4 separate regions of the Mus musculus genome follow, and all the other regions are linked to region 4. The links are chromatin contacts, called in public Hi-C and HiChIP or PLAC-seq maps. All regions are on one chromosome and are shown on one strand. Each heading gives the region's core, a stretch centred on a gene start, on an enhancer-like site or on the middle of the called end of the contact. The rest is flanking DNA. Distances are from core to core; before and after follow the strand shown.

Region 1 (2,700 bases), core at 111-2,610, 170 kb before region 4:
TGGAGCTGAAAGATCTACATCGCGATCCACAGGGAGCCAGGAGAGATTATGTTTTTCACTGGCTGGAGCTTGAGTGTCTATGAGAAGACCTCAAAGCCCTCACCAATAGTGACACACTTTTTCCAACAAAGCCACACATACTCTAACAAGGTCACACCTCTTAATGGTGCCATTCCTACAAGCCAAACATTCACACACATAAGTCTATGGGGGCCATACCTAGTCAAACCACAACAGGAGGTGTGGCCTTCCTGGCCAAAGTGTGCCAGTGGGTGTGAGCTTTGAGAGTAGCTTTGTTCCATGTCCGGTTCTCTCTCGACTTCCTGCTCCCTTTGCCGTGCCAGTCACTTGCTGCCAGGCCTCCCTGCCATGATGGCCTCTCATTTCTCTTAAACTGTAAGCCAAAATAAATGTTTTCTTTCATAAGTCAAATTTGGTCATGGTGTTGTATGGCAGCAACAGAAAGGTAACTAACGTTCACTCACCCATCCCATGTCTCTCGGGTGTGCTGCAGCAGGTGCTGTATCTGCATTGAGCAATAGCTTGAAACAGGCCATGGTGGGACTATGCATACCATGAAAATGATATCAGTGACAACCATTGCAACTCAAGACTTGATTGTGAAGAGTTGGACATTAAACAGTTACCAGCATATCGCCACACTGGCCGATCTACTTCTGACTATCCATTTTCCATTCATCCATCCATTCATCTATCTACTTACTTCTCTGGTTATACATACACTCAACACATATGAATTTTGGCATCCTGTGTCTGATGCTCTTCACATTGCACTCTGGGGCCTGAATAGTTGCCAGACTCTAGCTGTGAGAAAACATGAGAATGGTTTTATCAATTTCTTTATGACATCCCAGGAGGTGTTTCTGTCCCATTCCTGAGACTATAACCTATTTGGATGCTGGCACATGGAGTAGCCCAGCCTGCACAGGAGAGTTCTGGTCACTTTTCCTGACTTTCACATTAAATTAACTTTGCTCCAGGACAACTGGTACCCAGCAGTAGTGTGAAAAGATAGTGGTGGGTTGGGGTACAATCTTCATGGACTGGGGAAGAAGGGAGGTCAGTCGACGTTTCTCCTGAGTTAGTTTCCCTCTCTCCCTTTGACTCTTCTTCACTCGTGTCGCCTCCTCTACCACACTGCTCTACATTGTGTTGGCTCACTTCTTCTCTCAGTTCTTATTCACATGCTCTACTCCATGAGGAAATAAGAATATCATGTGACTGAGAAAAATTGGAAGCTTTTTAAAAAAAATTACATCATAAGCCGAGGATTTGATGATTTGGGGATGTGGCTTGAAAGCCTGTCTTGAATTTCCCACAATTCTCTATTCTTTCTGTTGATCTGTTTGCGAAATTTCCAAAACCAGAGTTTCTTTTTGATAGGCAGAACTCTCACACAGCCTTGTCACACCCAGAGGTCAGATAGGATTTCCTAACCAAGGAAAGTCCCTGCATAAATCATTGCTATATACGGATGGTTATCATGTAAGGCATAGTCCCGGGTGTGATTAAGTCTTTAAAAGCTTCTAAATGTAAGAAATGTAGAATTTAAGAGAGATTGGGTTCTGTAATCAAACATTGAGGAAGAAAGGCTGCCTATTTGGAGATTGTACAGGTAGCCGAATGTGGCAGCTGGAGCTGTGTAGAGGCTGGAGGATGGTGAGGGTTGCTAGAAAAGTGAGTGACAGGTGTCAGTCTGCATGTGGTCTGGCAGCTTTGGGTCCTTGCCTATGTTAGAATTCTAGGAGATTCCTCTCATTCACCTTGCTTCAAACCTTGCTAGCTGAAATAGTATTAAAAGGAATGGTTCCCAAATTGTTAAAGGAAACTAATAGAGAGAAAAGTCATGGAAACTGTGTCAGGTACCATTGGGCATGTTTTATCTGTTCTCCATCCTCAGCCACCAATTACTACTTTGTTTAATCAATAAATAATGTGTATATTATTTATCATGTATTAGATAGGGTGAGAAACATTATTATGAGGTATATATAATCCCAACCATTAGATTCAGTGCAGTTTGGCAATCATTTAAAAATCACATTCTAACCCAAGGACTACTGATCTGAAATTTTAAGTAGACATGAGAAATTCGAATTTATAATTTATCTGAACTCAAGGTACAAATTCAATTTTTCCCCCACTCAAACCCAGACAGCATATTTCAACTCCCAGAGGAAGATGATGTAATTAATATAGCAGATTTTCTGCTGGATAGCCTTCTTTCAGTGTTAATTCTAGAAAATTTTAGACACCCAAAACCAACAGGAAAAGAGACAAACAGGCCCAGGAGGGATTATAACTGTCCTGTGGGTTTCATAAGCCCTTTCCTTTGATTACTAACCACCCAGAGTCCTTTATCTCTCCTACTGGACATTGTTAGCACCAAGCTCAGTCCAAGAACCAAGCTACAAAGGAGGGGGAGTTTCTTCAGTAGAAGAACTGAGTGCTTCAAATGTGCCAAGTGCTGGATTTGCACAGGTGAATGGGACCTTTGTCCTCCAGGAATTAACAATCTATTTAAGGAAAACAAAATATAAAAATGAAGGAACATTAACAATGCTCAAAGACCTACTTTATTTCTTCACCTAAGAACTTTTTGAGTCTTTATTTGGGGCCTGATATTGTTGTAAGTGCTGGGGATTTGGGGGCAGGAAAGGCATATGTGGCATCTTCTCA
Region 2 (2,700 bases), core at 70-2,569, 200 kb before region 4:
GACATTCTTCAATTTCTAGGAACTTACAAATCATTAAAGGGGCTAAGATACAAATGCCAGTACACAGCAAATAATTGACAGTTGATGATTATATTTGAATAAAATCCATCCGTTGCAACTGTGTACTGTCCTATTACAATGGACCACCTTTATTCTGGGCATTTCTATTTTGGACACCTCTATTCTGGACATGTCTGCTTTTAGGTAAATAGCCAGACAATTATGCAATAGAAAGCATAGTGACCCAAGCTTTCGCTTGAGAACAAATGTTTATCAATTTTCAAAGGGTAATCTCAACAATAGACTATCTGAAATAAGCCAATCACACCGTTTCAGCAGGTAGCATAAGGTGCCTGGAACTGTCAAATCCATAGGCACAGAAAGTAAGATCATAGTTGCCGGGGTAGACGACAGAAGAATAGGAACAAATGGTGGATGGGCAGAGATCTTTAGGGTTTTAATTTTGCAAGCAGCAAAGCAGTGTTAACTCGCTTAATGTTACTTAGCTACAGACTCAACGAGGACTGAGAAAGTAAAATTGTCGTGAATACCGCCTTTTATTTTTCTCTTAAAGATTTCTTTATTACATGTAAGTACACGGTAGCTGTTTTCAGACACACCAGAAGAGGGCATCAGATCTCATTATGGATGATTGTGAGCCACCATGTGGTTGCTGGGATTTGAACTCAGGACCTCTGGAAGAGCAGCCAGTGCTATTAACCAGTGCTATTAACCACTGAGCCATCTCTCCAGCCCTATACCACCTTTAAAAACCCGTCAAAATGCTCTTTTCTAAGCAGTCCTGGGAGGAAGTTACTGCAAGTTCTTGAGTGACGACCCATCTGTTCCTTGCCTGGGTAGTACTTACCCAAACCTTTCCAGTTAGATATTAACTAGTCTATTTGGCAGATGAAGAAGGCTCCATAACTGTCCAGCCATAAACTAGAATTTGAACCCATTTTATTTTTCTCCTGTGTTCTCGTGCTTAATAACTAAAGGCGCCCAACTGATTTACACGGAGTATCACCCTTCATACTCTCTAAGCCAGAAAGAGCCATATTAAAATCGAGCTGGTCCTGTTGGTGGGAGCCTGTAACCCAGGTACGTAAGAGGTAAGAGATCGGAGGGAGGGTCAGGAGTCCAAGGACACTCTTGGCTACACAGTGAGTTTGAGTCCAGCCTGGGATTAATGGACCTTGTCTTAAGAACAACAATAATAAAAAGATGATTCCCAGAGTGGGGCACAGTAATTCACACGTGTCTGACCTCAGTAGTCACGAGGCTGAGGTAGGAGGATGGGGGACTGTGGCTTTCAATCCAGTCTGGGCTATATTGTAAGACCTGTTTCAAAACGACAAAAACCCGACCAAAACACAAAAAGACTTCCCCCTCCCATACAACCACAAACCACCACAAGCATATTAACTCAGAATATAAAAGCCTTGGAAATATCCAGCATCTACAAGTCTATGTTACTAAGAAGAGTTCTTCCTTCCTCCTCTCTTTCTTCCCTTTCTCCCTGCCCTTCTTGCTGGCAGTGTTAGTCCTTTAAGAACGACAGTGACACAATAGGGCAACTGGTATCAAGGTGATTTGTAATTATACTATCTACACTATCGGCTCTTCTGCTCGGAAGGCTAGGGCGGATCTGTGAGAGATCACACAAAGGACATGCCCCACCTGCTTCTCCTCCTCCAGGGGCCTGGATGACATCATATAAGAAGTCATTTCCTGCTTGATTCTTATCTCCAGTGCTCACTAAATTAATGGCCTTACATCCTTTACGCTGAGAATGGAAGTACAATAACTTCCTATTGAGGTTTATGCTTATGACCCTGAAAGGTCATGAGTTTGGTTGGCTTTCTTCTCTCTGGGGGAGGAACAAAAAAAAAAAAAAAAAAAAAAAAAAACCTAAAAAACAAAACAAAACAAAAAAACCCCAAACAATAGTTTGGTAAAACAAACGCTGCTGAAATCCAGTCGGCACTATTGCCATTTGCTGAGGGATGTATTTCTGATCCACAAATTTGCTGACTTAAACAAGGCCTAACAGACAGTATAGAAGTTTTACAATGGGTTGAAAAGGGCCGTGGTCATTATAAACTCTGTCACTATGCGACACTCTGAAGCTGATCACCCTGTACAGGAAGGAACAATGAAAACGGTGGTGTTCCCACTGTATTCCCACTTTATTCCCACTTTGCCACCAGAATCCAGCAGCTGCCCATTCCAGAAGGAAACTGGATATTGATTAAGGAACTGTCAGATTCCTTGAGGGAAATTCACAAGACTGAGAGGAGCAAGCTGTAAACTGTGGCCATCATGGAGAGAGGGCTGAGGTAGTTACTAATAATCTTTACGAATATCGTGTTTAGGTGACACCACTCCAGAGTCAAGCTGACTGACAAAACTCACTGAAGACTGATAGTCACCACCCCGTTAATTATCACAAATGTTTCCTTTTGTGCCCCAGAGGTTTTGGGGTGTCATCTTATTGTCAAGTCTTGACGGAGTGCTCTTTAATGCAACAGAATGTCATCGATGTTCACTTTATAGATGTACTAACGGTTTTCAAATCTCGTTCAGTCCTCACCCTAGAGGAGGGGAGCATGTCGCTCTCTGCTGTTGCGTACTAAGAACGAGGTTATTTACAGAAGGTCAGAATAGGAAGAATCGAGCAAGCAGTGGGTTTAAAGTCGG
Region 3 (2,700 bases), core at 39-2,538, 140 kb before region 4:
CATGCTCCGGGCAAGTGTTCATTACGCATGCTCAGTTCGAGTGGTCATTGCGCATGCTCAGTTCTAGCATTCATTGATGCTAGCACCTTATGCAGGCTCTGATGCCATCCTTGATCAGCAACTATCATCAAATAACCCAATATTGGAAATCTTTGACAGAGGTTTAGGATAAATGAATTTTTTCTCTCTTTTATGTTTCTACTTGATATTCTTTGGCTCATTATGTGATTAAAAATGAAATCATATCTTTGGATGCTTGTGGTTTGGCTAGCTGGCTGGGAAATGGTTTTCTGGCAGTTATTAGTGTTTTTTTTTCTCTTTCTATTTAAATAACACTTACTGGATTTGGTACTTGAACAAAAATGCCAAATTAAGATGTAGGAGAGAATAAACAAACTGCGCATGTTGAAACACTGGGAGTTGGGGTTTTTTGTTTGTTTGTTTGTTTGTTTTGTTTGTGTGTGTGTTAGTTTCTGCTAGTGTTGGGCACAGAAAAATTGTTTTAAACAGAAGCCAAAATTTTGATACTCTCTATAAGAGATATGACTTTAATAGTCTTTTGTTGTTTTTATAGCTGTTTAAGACAGGGTCTTAGGTACTGCAGGTTGGCCTCAAACTTACTATGTAACCTCAAATTCTTGGCTCCTTGTTGGAGTGTGAGGATGTGAGTATGGACCTCTTCCATCTTTGATCTTCATCTCTATTCCCCATCCTGGATGCTCTTTTGAAATGTACAATATTCTTCTAGGAACTAACTTTTTCCTTCTTTACAATAGATGAAGACAGTCTGCTGGTGAATACCCTTATAGAAGTGAAACAGACGAAGGCTATGTTTGCTTCAAACCTGTGCTCTGTCAATTCTCAGCCAGTGCCCACTGCTGCTTCTTGTCCTGAGATAACCACAGTGGGGGGTGGGGGTGGAGGAGGGAGGGGGAGAAGGAGAGGCTTGAAGCTTTTAAGTATTTTACTCTCTTCTAAAGACCATAAAAAGTTATTCAACACCCAAACAGCCCTAACGGGAGGGTCTTGCCAAATACAACATACCGCACAGAAATCAAAAAAGGTTTCCAACTCCCACTGGGTCTCGCAGCAGAAAACGTTGTAGCAAACACAGTCCCCAGTCCCTGCCTGCAGCTAAGATGCGTGTCCCAAAAGCTCTTCAGTTCACATTTTCCTGTGCCGAGATGATCACAATTCTCACCATCCAGAATGTGATACTTGGCTCTAACCAAAGCGAGAGGAAGTGCCCTTCCTGAGCAGGAGCAGAAATCTAAACACAGAACAAGACCACATCTTGTTTCCAGTCAGCCTCCTGCTGTGAGGCCTCCACACTGTGCTTGCTACTTCCTCCTGCAGGCAGGGACTGGTGGTTGGAAGAATTGTAAAAGGCTGAGGAGCCTCTGCCCCAGATGCCTTTAAGGGGGGGGGGGGGTCTCAAGATCAGTGCTTCATCGATCCATCAATCGGCTGGAGTTGCTGACTTGATTCACTGAGCCAGAGCTTGCCTCATCTGCTGTGAACGTTCCGACACACAGCTTGTTTATAAACTATGCCTTCAACGAATACACTCATTATATTTAACAGTACAGTTCTCGGAACTACTGTGAATTTACACTTTTGTTTATTAAGTAGTTACCTTGTAAATACCCAGTGTTAGGTCTAACAGTTTTGAGGCAGCAACGAGACAGTGTAGCTATTTTTTTCTTTCTTTTCTTTCATTTTTTTCAACACATGTGAACCTCAGTTTTCCCTCCCTCCGATCCTCACAGTCCTCCCTTCCTCCCTTCTCCCCCCAGATCAGCTCCTCCGTTCCTCTTCAGAAAAGAGCAGGCCTCCCAGGGATATCAGCTGAACATGACATAACAAAATACAATAAGCCTAGGAGCAAACCCCCACATCAAGGCTGGGCAAGGCAGCCAAGTAGGAGGAAAAGGGTGCCAAGAGCAGGCAGAAGAGTCAGAGACACCCCCATTCCCTCTGTTAGAAGTCCCACAAAAACCCAAGCTAACAAACTTAACATGTATGCAGAGGACCTGGGGCAGACCCGTTCAGGCTCCATGATGGCTGCTTCAGTCTCTCTGAGCCTCCCAAGATACCAGAAAGGCTAAGTAACAATGGAGGTTCTAAGGGGGACTCGTGAATCTCTCTAGGAAGGGGAACTAGGACATATTCTTGGGTAGACTTGGGGCTGGTGGGCATGGGTAGGGGGAAGGATAGAGGAAGAGAGTATGGAGAGAGACATCTGAAACTGGAGGGTAATTGGGGGTAGTGATATGGAACCCTAGTGCAGTAGAAATATGACAGCTCTTAATGGCCTGGGGATCCAAGTTTCACCCTCCCCTTCTTTCTCCTAACAGTAGTTCCACCAATGGCTGCCTTGCACATGACATATAGTAGGGGTGCAGAGGAGGACGTGTGAGCTCCTGTCTGTGGAGGAATGTTGCAGCCAGCACATTCAGTGCCCTTCTATCAATCAGAGAGAGGGCATTTGTTCTCAGTACGCTGACCCCTGTGAATGGAGAGTGAGTCAGAGACCCCCGCATTAACCTCCTGATCTGAGCGATTATGTTTAAGCAATGCTTGGACTTTGTGTGGAGAGATATGCAGGTGTTCAGCAATTCTCTCTCTCTTTTCAAATTAATCATTTCCTCCTATATTTTATTTATTTCTGTTTAGAAGTTGCAGATTTAGTGCTATTAA
Region 4 (2,700 bases), core at 175-2,674:
ATGTTGACCTGCCAGAGCCCAGCCTTGGCACTGTTCCTCAGTGCTACCCATTGTCTTTGAGACAATCTCTCTCTCTGGCCTAGAAGTCAGCAATCGAGCTAGGCTGACTGGCCAGAAAGCCCCAGAAATCCATCTATCTCCACACTGCTGGAATTGACACGGGAGTCACCATAGGTAGCTTTTGTTTTATGTAGGTTCAGGGGATTATAGTTAGCTTGCACCGCAAGCACTTTACCAGCTGAGCTATTTCTCCATCCCTGGGAGATACTGGATATTCTCATCCTCAGAGCTGAAGCTGCACTGGTGACTAAATGGTTAATAGAATACTCCGGCTGAAAGCCTAGAGTGTGTCACCCAGGTCTTACCCATAGCTTTGAGCGACTTCCTACCTCCTCTTCTTAAAGCAGAGATGGTGATGGCTATTTCCAGTGACTTGCTCTTAGGCAGGAGAGTCCAGTCTTGCTCTGCCCTTGCTAACCTATCGCTGCCTGGACCCCATACTGTGTGCTCATTTGTCTCCCAGCTTGTCTAACCCTCTGCTTATTTTACCATCCAAGCAGCTCAGGTGGAAATGTACTTTATTTCCATGGAAACCTCAGAGCATTCCCTTTCTTCTAAACTATGAACCTTGTTGTTCCGCTGTCCTGGCCCAGCTCCTGACTTGCCACCCCTTACCCAAACCATTGCTCTCCCACCCCTCCTGATTAGCTCTGCCAGCTCCCTGAATGTTTTAGTTGAAGGAGAACTGTGGTTTCCAATTCTATTCCAAGGCTCAGGAGAGATTTCTGAGAACAGCTTCCTCGTTTTCAATTGACCGTGGTAACAGCAGCCTCAAAGAAATCACTTTTCTGAAAAATGAGCCTCATTCAGAAAGCAAAGTGAGACTGGTTTTGTCCACATTGCATATGTACTCAAAAACTGTGGGGGACCTTCCTGTGCCCATCAGGAGCTGTTCTCCAAAGCTCACTACGGAAAAGCAAGGCCACAAGGTATTGGATGAGATGGACTCTGGGCTTCTAGACCTGGGAGAAAACCCAAGAAAGGCAGGAGAAAGGGGTCAAGTCTTTCTTTCCTAAACAATGTGAAAGGCAGGCCCAAATGGGCCCCTTACGGTTTCTATAACCATCATCTGTTCCTCCTGTCTGTGACACTCAAGGAGTCTTGGAGCTGCTCGGGGTAAGACAGTATGAGAAGGCTGCACTGTGAGGAAGTAAAAAGAAGACAGTGATTGGAGTTAGAAGGGAGTGCTTGACCTTCAGCTACAACACTGCTGTCTGACTTGTGCCGGACACCTGCTGAACGCACCTCGAGCCATAACGCCCACTCTCCATCTGGCTCCTTCCCCAGGCGGCTGCTTGCAATGGACTGGATCAGAAGCAAGCCACCCCCTGACTTCTGAACTGAGTCAGTCAGTGAAAGTATTTGGAGGGGAGCAGAAGGGAGGGCACGATGAAGGCACCAGTTCCTCAATTCCTCCCACTCCTTCTCACCGGGGTTGGCTGCCTCTAGCTATGAAGATCACAGCTCCCAGCACGTGAGCATCTAGCTTAGCTCAGGACAGCTGGTCTTTCTTTGTTCTCACTGCTGTGGCAAGCCCACATGACCCCAAGCCATACTCACTTTTCCTAGTTCTGCTCCCATCTCTACCAACTCTCTTATTCAGTGTGCCTCAGCTATGCTACCCAATTTGGACTTTTCTTGTTTCCTGCTGCCATGTTCATGCTCATGAAGGTCTGGGTCAGGGAATTCTGAACTTCTCAGAGTCCCTCAATGTAATCTTGAAGAGGAAGCTAACTTAGAAACTTCAATTTGGAAACATACCCGGTCCACCTCCCTAAAGCCGTACTCTGAGGAAGATCTTGACAGCCTCTGGGGACAACAGGTAGGACAGGAAAGGAGGACACAAGCCCATGGCTAACTCTGCCTGCTCTACGAGTTTGAGAAAGCAATGTCAAGACACTAGAAAATGAAGAAGGGCCTAGAACTTGTGGAGCAAGGAATCCATGTGCAAGCTTTGATACAAATGCAGTTTCTGCTGCTATTTTAGGAACAAGACTCATCTCAGGGAGAAGTCACAAGAGGAGCACTCTGTAGCGCCACCCTGCTGTCCTCCCTCCTTTCAGAGTTGACTCCTCCCTAGGATCCTGATAAGGAGGAAGTACTTCCACCCTACTTCTGGCCACACAGATGGGCACAAGGAGACAATTGGTCCAAGAAGAATGAAGCAAAAGTCCGGGCTGACAAAAGGAGTTTCTGTCTCTTGAGAATCTGGGCCGGGTGACCTTCAGTCATGGTTGTGTGATGCCCTGAGTGATACAGAACCATGGAGCATAGGATGGAGACACCCAGGCCACCAGAGGCAGCAGCTATTTCAGGCTAGGAGGAAATCAAAATGAAGACCCTAGTGGCAGAAGCCAGCCCTCTGGCAAAGGGGAGGACAGCCCACCATAGCCACTCATGTGTCTCACACGTGGGCTCTTGTCTTAGTTTCTAATACCTCTTCAGGCCCGGCCATGATGGTTATTACACACTATGTCATGTTCTAAGAGCAGCTGTGACTTTTTCCTTGGTCAACAAATGTCCTTTTCTTGTGCTACACTAAGGACTGCATAGTAAGTAGAGGAGATGGGAATTCTTTTCAGGAGAATTCGAAAACCATGCATGTCCCTTTCCAGGAGATAGAAACTCACTCCACTCCCT

What was found. A called contact is a pair of places that touch in the nucleus more often than the background predicts. HiChIP or PLAC-seq counts read pairs in DNA pulled down with a chosen protein or histone mark.
Region 1: a Hi-C map of bone marrow-derived macrophages shows a contact between it and region 4, with 27 read pairs. The contact joins two enhancer-like sites. A contact is called at or near these places in 1 of 484 Hi-C or Micro-C datasets (bone marrow-derived macrophages), 2 of 115 datasets of contacts at active chromatin or transcription factors (bone marrow-derived dendritic cells and microglia) and 1 of 9 other capture datasets (embryonic stem cells).
Region 2: a contact with region 4 is called in a Hi-C map of bone marrow-derived macrophages, with 34 read pairs. The contact joins two enhancer-like sites. A contact is called at or near these places in 2 of 484 Hi-C or Micro-C datasets (bone marrow-derived macrophages and nephron progenitors), 5 of 115 datasets of contacts at active chromatin or transcription factors (double positive thymocytes, embryonic basal ganglia, embryonic stem cells and 2 more) and 1 of 9 other capture datasets (embryonic stem cells).
Region 3: a contact with region 4 is called in an H3K27ac HiChIP or PLAC-seq map of microglia, with 4 times the contacts expected there. The contact joins two enhancer-like sites. A contact is called at or near these places in 2 of 484 Hi-C or Micro-C datasets (bone marrow-derived macrophages and cerebral cortex) and 2 of 115 datasets of contacts at active chromatin or transcription factors (microglia and neural progenitor cells).

What each region holds. Positions count from the first base shown.
Region 1 is chr13:113,546,746-113,549,445 of GRCm38.p6, reverse strand. No RefSeq gene overlaps it. Among named protein-coding and RNA genes, the nearest start is that of Gm34471, 9.3 kb to the right of the region's middle. Within about 2 kb of position 1,360, at least 19 of the 459 cell types and tissues checked have an H3K27ac peak or open chromatin away from gene starts, as enhancers often do. A contact at or near this core is called in bone marrow-derived macrophages, where this site is marked.
Region 2 is chr13:113,579,165-113,581,864 of GRCm38.p6, reverse strand. No RefSeq gene overlaps it. Among named protein-coding and RNA genes, the nearest start is that of Snx18, 38 kb to the left of the region's middle. Within about 2 kb of position 1,319, at least 94 of the 459 cell types and tissues checked have an H3K27ac peak or open chromatin away from gene starts, as enhancers often do. A contact at or near this core is called in bone marrow-derived macrophages, where this site is marked.
Region 3 is chr13:113,513,884-113,516,583 of GRCm38.p6, reverse strand. All of the region lies in intron 2 of Gm34471 (a long non-coding RNA gene), which reads left to right. Among named protein-coding and RNA genes, the nearest start is that of Gm34528, 12 kb to the left of the region's middle. Within about 2 kb of position 1,288, at least 71 of the 459 cell types and tissues checked have an H3K27ac peak or open chromatin away from gene starts, as enhancers often do. A contact at or near this core is called in bone marrow-derived macrophages, cerebral cortex and microglia, where this site is marked.
Region 4 is chr13:113,377,900-113,380,599 of GRCm38.p6, reverse strand. No RefSeq gene overlaps it. Among named protein-coding and RNA genes, the nearest start is that of Gm41070, 15 kb to the right of the region's middle. Within about 2 kb of position 1,424, at least 65 of the 459 cell types and tissues checked have an H3K27ac peak or open chromatin away from gene starts, as enhancers often do. A contact at or near this core is called in bone marrow-derived macrophages, cerebral cortex and microglia, where this site is marked.